Regions from separate parts of the Mus musculus genome. Here region 2 is linked to region 1. Evidence: chromatin contacts called from public HiChIP or PLAC-seq data. All regions are on one chromosome and are shown on one strand. The core of a region is the stretch at or near the end of the contact, and the rest is flanking DNA. Distances in the headings are between cores, read along the strand shown.

Region 1 (4,869 bases), core at 383-2,882:
ATAGTGAGACCATATCAAACACAAAGGAAGAGAAAGAAAAAAGGGGCGGGGGGAGAGACAGAGACAGAGTCAGAAAGAGACAGACAGACAGACAGACAGATTCTTTTGCTGAAAAGTGCTGAATCCAGAGGGAGCAGGAAGATTGTAAGATCCAGAGAACTGGGATGTTTTCAATGAGATTGTGTTTCCTAGTCATGTCAGATGCTACATCCATGAAGTCTCACCAACATGACTACCTAAACGGAAGCCGAGTTAGGACATCCACATGCCAACGTGGGTGGGGGGAAAGCCCATGTGGACTCAACCCTACACAAAGAACTGGAGTCAACTAAGGCGTGCTGAGAGGGGAAGAAAGAGTGGGAAGAACACAAGACCCCATTGCCCTGAAAACACACATACGAGTAATATACAAACAGAGCAGGTTATATTTAGGAATGTGTGTGTGTGTGTGTGTGTGTGTGTGTGTAACAACAATTATTGGGGGAAAACCGAGGCCATGAATTTGAAAGAGAGCAAGGACAGGAACATGGGACAGTCCAGAGGGCGGAAAGGGAAGGGAGAGATGATGTGCTTATATTATAATCTCAAAATTAGGAGACCAATGCTGCTGCTCACTTGGGCCCACAGGCTGATACAGAGCAAGGAAACCCGGCCTTTCTACCTGAATTTGCTTCTGTCTTTGTCCAAGCTTTGGGCCAGACTCCTGAGTGTCAATCACTTCAGAAGCGTCTGTGTTGAACTAAGTGATACCCGCCCCATCTCTCCCACCTGCCAAGGTTGAAGGCATAAAGAAGAGAGTGATCCTGGCTTACTTTTAGCCCTTATAGAGTCCTGTTCCAGGCCCCCAAAGAAGTCTACAGGTTTCCAGTCACTGTTCTAACCTACAGTCACTCCTTAGATTTCAGAGCAGCAGAGCATGGCAAACGGTCACGGTGATGAGATCGCACACAGCCCACCCCCAGCCTCCATGATCATGAGAAGGGCGTGGCCTGTTCTCTCAAGCACTAAGATGTTTCTTCTAGTCACTGTGCAGAGCCAGAACAAAACACTGATTAACCAGCCCCACCTGGACTTTGTTCTCTTGCCTCCTGACCCAGATCTTTGTCTATTAAACCCAGAGCTCACATCAGCACTCCAGAGATGGGCTCAAATGCTTGCTTTGTGGTGTTTAAAATACTTAACCTGCATTTTCACAATGGCGTCTGCTCACTTTCTCTGGGAAAAGCTTGACATATGGGTAAAACACCATGGCCAGGACAAACTTAGAAAAGGATGGATTTATTTGGGCTTACGGTTCCAGAGGGATGAGAGTCCAGCATGGCACGGAGGCCTGACAGCAGGCGGCAAGCAGCGGTGGCGGCCAGAGCAAGAAGCTGGGAGCTCACCTCTCCAATAGCAAACACAAAGCAGAAAGTGAACGGGAAGAAGGGTGAGGCTATACATTCTCCGAGTCCAGCCCTCTCAGTGCCCAAGCATTCAAATACCTGAGCCTCCTGGGACATGTCTCGACCCAAGCTTCACAGAACCCATGGAGCCGGGCCTCTGACCTAGGACTCTTATTATATTATGACCTCACTATGGTGAAACTATGCCTACGTGGCCTATTACCACCAGTGGGGCACTTGAGCCATCAGTTCCACTATCCCACTGAGGTTAAAGCAGAGACCCTAAGGAGCTGAAGGTTCTGGTCCTGAGAAAGGAAACCCAGGTAGTGGCTGGCATGGCAGTGCTCAAGTCAGCTCACAGGGGTGGGATCTCACAGGGGTGGGATCTCACAGGGGTGGGCTGATGTCTAAGTGAGGTGAGAGAACATTCACTGGAGAGGTGTTGGATCCAAAGAGTTCTGTGTTCGAACCTTCCCTGTTCATTCTCCCACACCCAGACCCCTCCTGGGGGTCTCTTCCTCCCCCATACCTCCCAGTTCTACCTTCTGCCCCTCACATGTGCGCTCACGCCCCTCCTTTCTCTATGATGGAAGCACGGGGGCCCGTGCCTGAGAGCCCTGCACAGGAACAGGATGCAGCTGGATGCCACATCTGTTCTGAGGTTCGGGGCGGCCAGTGCCTGTGCTCAAGGCCCAGCCAGGCAGAGGGGAAGCACACAGGGCCCTGCAAAAGTGCTTCCGCAGGAACCCAACTTCCAGGAGTCAGTTCTCACTTTCTACTTTATTGGGGCAGGGTCTCTCCTGATGTTTCTATTCTCCCATCTCACTGTAGGACTACCGCCATTACAGACACATGCCTCTACAGCCAGGTTACTTTTTGAGATTGGAATCTAATTACAACATTTCTCCTTTTCTTTCCCTCCCTCCAGACTCTCCTAGACAGTTCTCCCTCCTCTACTTGAAATCATGGCCTTTTTCCTTAATTGCTATTGCATGCATATATGTATTTGTATCATACAGATATATTTCTAAAAATAACCTGTCTTGTTTATATAGTGTTACTAGTATGTGTCTCCAGGCCTGACCAGTTAGCACTGGGCAACTCATTAATGTGCCCTTTCCTGGGGAAGGCTTTCCTTCCTGCTCCCAGCATTTCATCTGGGTTGCAGGGAATCAAACCATCTCCCCAGCCTCCTATATAATTATTTTATGGACGTGTGTATGAATGAGTGAGTGAGTAAATGAATGAATGAATTAATGAATAATGGGAGGGGGGTCAGAGAAGTACACTATGATAAGAAGTGTCTCCGCCCATCCTAAGCATCTTCCTGCTAACTTTTGGTGAGTAAGCCATGGGAGACAAATTCCTCCCCTACACAGCTAATGGTCTCTTACTCCCTCCTCAGCTCTGCAGCGGGCCCATAGCCTCCAGTCTCCAACTCCAAGCAAATACCAGAACTGGAGAAGAAGATTCCAGTCCAGTGAGTCATGGGCAGGGGGAGGGGTGGGGGAGGGCAGTCTCGCTCATTCCTTACATGGTATCTTCTCTGGCCTAGCCTGGAATCCAAGGGCAAGGAAAACTGTTAGCTTGACTTGATTTCCACTGCTGGCTGTAATCATTGCCGAGGGATTTGGGAACTCTCCATTCCTCTCCCTCTACTCGGAAATCCCAGCACCTTAAGATTCTGTAGTTTCACAGAGCTGTAGCAGCTATGAGCTCCAAGTTTGAAATGAGAAAGGGAAACTGAGAGACGGGTGCTTGGTTCTGTCCCAGAAACTGGACTAGATCCCAACCCCACCCCACCTCTGCTTTTGGTTCTATGCCATTGTGACCAAGGCAAGAAGATAGCAGCTTGCACTAGAATATAAGTGTGTGTGTGTGTGTGTGTGTGTGTGTGTGTGTGTGTGAGAGAGAGAGAGAGAGAGAGAGAGAGAGAGAGAGAGTTTATTTCTTCTCCAGATCTTGGCCCCGGGTGAGTTTCAGAGCTCCCACAAGAGGAACAGTGTCTACAGTGACCATGCACACACAGTCACACAGCAAACAGAATTCCTCCAGGACCCTTGAGTGAGAAGCTGAGGGTCCACCCTGCTCTGACCCCATCACCCTCTTCTGCCTCCCCTAGTCTGCATGTTCTCTCTCCCACCTCCATCTGCCCAGGCTGACCCAACACGGCCTTGGGCTTCTGCTCTTCCTCCTTCCGAGTCAGCTTGATTCCTGGCCAATGAGTCACTTCCCACCAACCCCCAGACTCACCACTTCTCCTGTGTCTACCTGGGCCAAGGGCCACCTTTGGAGCCAGACCAGGCCTGCATACCTGGGAACAAGCTAAGATGACACCTGAATCATCTGAGCTCCTTCAGGTGTCAAACCTGAGAGGACAGAGAGAACTAAGGTTTCCAGGAGTCTCCCCACAACAAGCGCTAGGATCCCTCTCAGGCCAGTCCTCCTGGGTGCTAAAGCCATCCCAACAGTTGAGTACCACCAGTGTCAGGGCGCTCAGTCAGTCCTCAGCAAGCTCCCAGCATGAGGTGAGATAGGAGCTTGGCAAACATCAGGGACAGGGGTTCTAAAAAAAAAACAAGACAGACTTCTACTACTCAGAGGTGGACTTCGGGGACAGACCTGGAGACTTTAGCATTCCATTACTAATGGATACAGGGTGTGAGTCTTAAGCAACAGTCATGCTAGGTGCAGACAGGGCTTGAACCTGTTATTTCTGTGACCTAGCAAGGTCTAGTTCAAAGGAGTTCTTGTTTATGTGTAAAAGGGGGGAAAGAGAGAGAGGAAAAAAGGAAGGAAGTTTAAAAACTGGTTGGATTAGGGCCCAATGAAACAGTATATGGGTTCAGACTTGCAGGATGCTGCCCCTAGAGGGCGCTCCAAGACTTTGAGACGACAGAGTCCTTCCTACTAGGAAGCAGTAGTACTCGGAATCCCAGTCATCATGTCAACCCCGAAAGTCAAGAACCCCTATGCCCCAGAACAAGGCTTATAGGATATAGGGCATAGGCATCCTTTCCAATTGAGCTGGCTTAGAGTGAACTGAACGTCACCATCAGGGGGAAAGGCCGCCGCTGTCAAACAAAAACAAGAGAAAGTCGCACAAGGAATTGCCCCAGCGAGCACAAAGACTATAATCCTGTCCAGGGCCTACTTTTCAACCCCTTTGGCACAAAAGGACCTGCTAGCCAGGAGCACTCAGTCCCTTTGCCCTACAGAGGACAAAGCAGCCTGGCTGGGCCATCTCAGAGCTCCACAGCAAGAATGGGAGAAGAGGATGGAGGTAGATAAAGAATGAGCTCCTAAGCCAAGAGTTAGAGCAACCCTGGCTGGGCCGGGTGTCCCACGGCCTCTGAGGCAGACCAGGGGTCTATCTATTTGCCAGATAGTTTGTGTGCAAGGGGAAGGAAATGGATGCGAATCATGCTAAGCTAGCTTGTGTCTGCATGGCGGGCGGTACTTTTGGATAAGGACACTGGAGGTG
Region 2 (4,829 bases), core at 601-3,100, 70 kb after region 1:
AGGCACCAGCCTGTAACCCCAGCTACCTGAGTCTCAAGTTCAGGTGCTACCTATCGTACTTTGAAAAACCCAGTCTTAAAATAAAATAGCAAGACTAGCCTGGTCGAGGACAGCCAGGGTTACATAGAGAAACCCTGTCTTCAAAAACAAAAACCAATAAGGAGGTGACCAAAGGGCCCATACAAACCATGGCAAAGCCCACGGGTGTCTGTAGGAAGTGGGGCAGCTTGGACTGCTGTTCCCTAAGCACTAATCACTGCCTTTTGAGATAGTGTCTCTTATTGGCCCAGAACTTGCCAAGAAGTCTAGGCTAGCAGGCCAGTGATCCCTAGGGACCTGCCTGTCTCCATCTCCCCTCCAAGGTTAGGATTCTAAGCACATACTATCATGCCATTTGGGCTTTTGCTGATATATGTGAGTTCTGGGGACTGAACTCACATCTTTGTGCTTGCGAGGAAGCACTTGACTGTGCCATCTCCTCCGCTTCCTTCTGTTGACAAGTGGGTTTTGCAGGTGACCTGCATCTGGGACAGAAGTTAATCATCAGATGGGTCACATCTGCTGTGGACCTGAGCCTGCTGGAGCACGTGTCTGTCACACCCCATACTTCAGGGAGTGTTTCTGGGGGTCACTTTGTAGCAGATGTAGCCACAGTACTTATTAACACCACTGCTCTCAGCTGTGCTGTGGCAAGCACAGTTCAGCTCTCTGCAGTCAGGAGTGACGCTCTGCACCAAGTATAGCTGAGGTGACCTGGAGGTGGCCACATTGGGCTGGCATGGGTTGTTTCTACCATGATGTGAATGCAGGTTGTGGGTACCCCATGACTCAGGAGGCTCAGTGTAGCAGGCTCCATGTTCCCCTCTCTCCATAACACCTTCATTGGTAGGATATTAACTCTGCTAATTGCAGAGTCCCCTGACTTCTTGATTCAGAATAGTGATTCTACAGTCAATGTTTGCCTTGGCTTGCATGACTATGGGGGCTGCAGGCAGAAGAGGAGGTAGAAGATGAGGCACTAAGGCAGCAGGTGTGGGCATTCTGAACAGAGACTCTGAACAGTATCTGTCACATGCCTTAGTTTTTCTATTACCATCTTTCTTGTTGCTGGGACAAAATACCTGGTGGAAGGAAGGAAGGAAGGAAGGAAGGAAGGAAGGGAGGGAGGGAGGGAGGGAGGGAGGAAGGAAGGAAGCTAGCTTAACTTGGCTCACAGTTCCAGGGTGCATTTATGGGAAAGAGGCCATGGCAGCAGGAGCATGAGCCAGCCAGCCATATCGCACCTGCAGGCAGGATGCAGAGGGAAACAATGCTGGTGCCCACTGCCTCCTTTTTATTTTGTCTTGGACCCTACCCCATGGGATGGTGCCACCCACAATCCAGGATGGCTCTTTGCTGTTCTGTAAAAACCTTTCTGGACACGTCTTCATAGATACACTCAGGGATGTGTTTCTATGGTGATCCTAAATCCAGTTAAGTTGACAGTCACGATTAACCGTCACGGCCTTGAATCAGAGAGACTTATGGGAATCCGGGGCACAGTCTCAGATGCAGGGTCCTGAGGAGAAAGGCCAGCAGGCTGGGCTCCTCACTGAGTAACAGCTTGAGCTGTTGATAACCACTACAGAATCACAATTTCACTGGCTCCATGAGGCCCCGAGAGGGTGTTCACAAAGGAGCCTCCAGCTTCTTGCCCTATTCACCCCGCTCCCTCGCACCTCAGGCTTGGAAATAAACAGTCCTCTCTGCTGGAAGGAATTTTCCTATTTACCATAAGGCTGAGTACACATACACACCCTTCCTGGCTCGCAGCCCTGGTGGAGCAGACCTGCAGATGACAGGTAGTTAATAGTGACAGCTGGGAGAAGCCTGGGCAGCAGGAGCTGACAGTTTTGAGGTTGTTTGCAAAACACAGGGGGAGGGTAACCCAGTTCCAATGTAAAGCAAGTCTGAGGGTGTAGCCCTTGTCAGGGAGCTGCAGCTGCGTCTTGGCTGAGGGTTGCAAGGCGTCCTGGTGGGCTCGGTAGCCCCTCCAGCGCCTGTCCAGTCTCCCGGAGGAAAAATGACGCCTCACCTGCTTTTCCTCACTCCCGTCATTATGGGAAATTGCAAGGCTCCCTGGTGACTCCGAAGGAGAAGATTGATTTGTTGCTTCTGATTGTCACTGTGCTAATGTGACAGGGTGATGGGCACCCAGATTCACGCCTAGTAATGGCCCTGCCAGAGGTGGATGTTAACACAATTGGGACCCGACACTTCAATAAATCGGGGACATTCTACCACAGAGATCAGAGTTCAGAATTGCTTAAATTGGTGTTGAAGCAGGTGGGGAAGAGGAGTCCAGGGGCCATGAATTTCATGGTTGGCAATTGACTTTCATTTTGGAAGGCCTGACTGTCAGCTTTTCCAGTCTATGACATCAATTGAAGTCATTTGGACTCCTGGCTACCTAGCCCTTTCAGGATTGCTGGTTCTGGGAATTGTGATTCATGGTGTTCTTGTGTGAAAAAAAAAAAATCTAACAGCCTCTTCTGAACCTCTGGGGTTGGAAGATTGTGTTTGATGGGGAGGATGGAGGGAGTGTGAATGACAGATTCCGCTCCTGCCTGGTGCGCTGATCCCTCCCAAGCCACCCTTCTTGCCCAGACCTCTTACCTTAGGGCCTCTTGCCTTAACTTGCAGGTTCATTAACCTGGGTGTCATGATACTGTCATGCAGTAGTACCTTGTCTTCACGTAGCTTCTCGTGAGGTGGGAATGCACATTTTAGGTCTCTGCTGGGAGTTGAAAGCCAGAGGAAAGACTGGTCCCTATAGAGGAATGGTAATTAAAAAAAAAAATCTATACTGAGATATAACCTAAAGGTGTTGTGTTTGCTGTTGTACAATCATTGCTATAAGTTGAAGATGTTTTCTCTGCCTGCTTCCCCATCCCTCTACCTCAGTCTACTCTTTATTTCCATGGATTTGCTTACTGTCCTGGATAGCTTTAAGATCAGCTTGACATAGATAGCCTCAGCTGAGGAATGGCCTGCATCATATTGGCCTGTGGGCATGACTGGAGAATTATCTTGATTGTTAATTGTTGTAGGAAGGTCCAGCCCATCATGGGCAGCATCATCCCTAGACAGGTGGTCCCCAACTATGTAAGAAAGCAAGCTGAGTATAACAGCCTACAAGCCACCTAGCAAACAATAAGGTACACAAAGTTCCTGTGTACTTCCGCTGTGAAGGGAGTTCCTTTGGCCAAGATGCTGTGTGGATTAGCAAGAAGGCTTGCCTTCCGGTTCCTGCCTTGACTTCTCTCAGTGATATACTGTGACCTGGAAGTGGAAGCTGAAATAAACCCTTTCTTCCCCTAAATTCTGGTCAGAGCGTTTGATTATAGCAACAGAAACTAGAACACTTGTTTTAGACATTGCTTCTATTTATACAATGCAACTTTCTGCATCTGATCTCTTAGCATACATAATATTGTCAAGGTGGCCACATATTAGCATGTGTCAGAATTTCATTTCTTTTTATGGCTGGGAAATGTTCATTTGGATAGATGTACTTACTCATCAGCTGGTGGACGAAGGTTGTTTTTGCTTTTGTTTTGTTTAACCTATTACAAATTAGCACTTTGAATTTTGACATGTAAATATTTGTACGGCTCTGTGTTTTCATCTCCCTTGGGTACCTAAAAGAGACATTGCTGGGCTATATGGTAATCACCATGTTTGATATTTTGAGAAATTGCCAAACAGATCAATAATTGGGTTGCAGAGGTTACTAGGTGGTTAAGTGCCTGCTGTACAATCAAGGGGACCGGTGTTTGTACCTCTACAACATACATAAGTGCCAGGGGTCGTGGCAGTTTACCTGTAAGTTCAATCTTAGAAGGTAGAAGGTACCTTAGAAGGCCAGGTTCAATCTTAGAAGAGAACCAACCCCTGAGTAAGCTGGGAAGTGAGACTGGTCAAAACAACCAGTCCCAGGCTTGACCGTGAGACTCTGTCTCAAAGAGTAGGGTGGAAGAGTGACAGAGGAAGATTCCCATCACCTTCTGGTCTCCTCACATTGACACAAATGTGAATATGCACACTGTATGCATGTGCAAAGGCACACACAGCAAACACATACATATGCAAAAAAGGTGTGTGGGCCTGTTCTCACGAGCTGTGTATGAGGAGACCAGTTCCCTCCTGTCCTCATCAACACTTGTTAGTGTCCATCTTTCTCATGATACCATCCTTTGCTTCTATTTGTGTTTCCTTGGTGGCTGATCTTGAGTAACTTTTCACGTGCTTTCTGGCCACTTGGATGTCTAACTGGGCACCAGTTCTTTAAAGTCCACAGAATTCATGAGCATCCCTTGAGTATTAGCCAGAAAGCTGACCATTGAAGCCATCTCCTCTTCTTCATTTTTGACATTGGCAGAGGGAAGTAGAGACATGATTCACCTTGAGTTAGGCACATTTCATCTTATAGAGTTACCATATTCCTGAAATATTTTGTTAAGCAAATGGTCATACGTTTGTGACTTTCATAATTAAACTACAGGTTGCTTGCCTGAAATATAGATAGCTTTGGCTCCAAACTAAAGATTAAAATGTATACATGTAAGTGATGTATAGAATAGTTTGATAACATGTGTTACTTCCCTTCCTATGACTATAATGAAATGCCTGAGATAGTTAGTTTATAAAGAGAAAAGGTTTAGTTTGGTTTATGGTTTTGAAGGTTTCAGTTCAAGAGTGGGCAGATCTACTATAGACCTACTCTGAACTCTGAGTTGCTGCTAGATGTTCCAGGTGGTGATGATGGGAGCATGTGGCCCAGCAAACTG

What was found. HiChIP or PLAC-seq counts read pairs in DNA pulled down with a chosen protein or histone mark.
Region 2: a contact with region 1 is called in an HNF4G HiChIP or PLAC-seq map of pancreatic cancer cells. The contact joins the enhancer-like site here to the promoter of Micalcl in region 1. A contact is called at or near these places in 3 of 484 Hi-C or Micro-C datasets (liver, nephron progenitors and uterus), 3 of 115 datasets of contacts at active chromatin or transcription factors (epiblast stem cells, pancreatic cancer cells and trophoblast stem cells) and 1 of 9 other capture datasets (adipose tissue).

Annotation. Positions count from the first base shown.
Region 1 is chr7:112,373,225-112,378,093 of GRCm38.p6, forward strand. Micalcl (MICAL C-terminal like) reads left to right here and starts at 1,633. Exons shown (of 10, transcript NM_001381862.1): 1 at 1,633-2,145; 2 at 2,791-2,865.
Region 2 is chr7:112,442,976-112,447,804 of GRCm38.p6, forward strand. The region is part of intron 1 of Parva (parvin, alpha); the gene reads left to right. Among named protein-coding and RNA genes, the nearest start is that of Gm45998, 6.0 kb to the right of the region's middle. Within about 2 kb of position 1,851, at least 43 of the 459 cell types and tissues checked have an H3K27ac peak or open chromatin away from gene starts, as enhancers often do. A contact at or near this core is called in liver, pancreatic cancer cells and uterus, where this site is marked.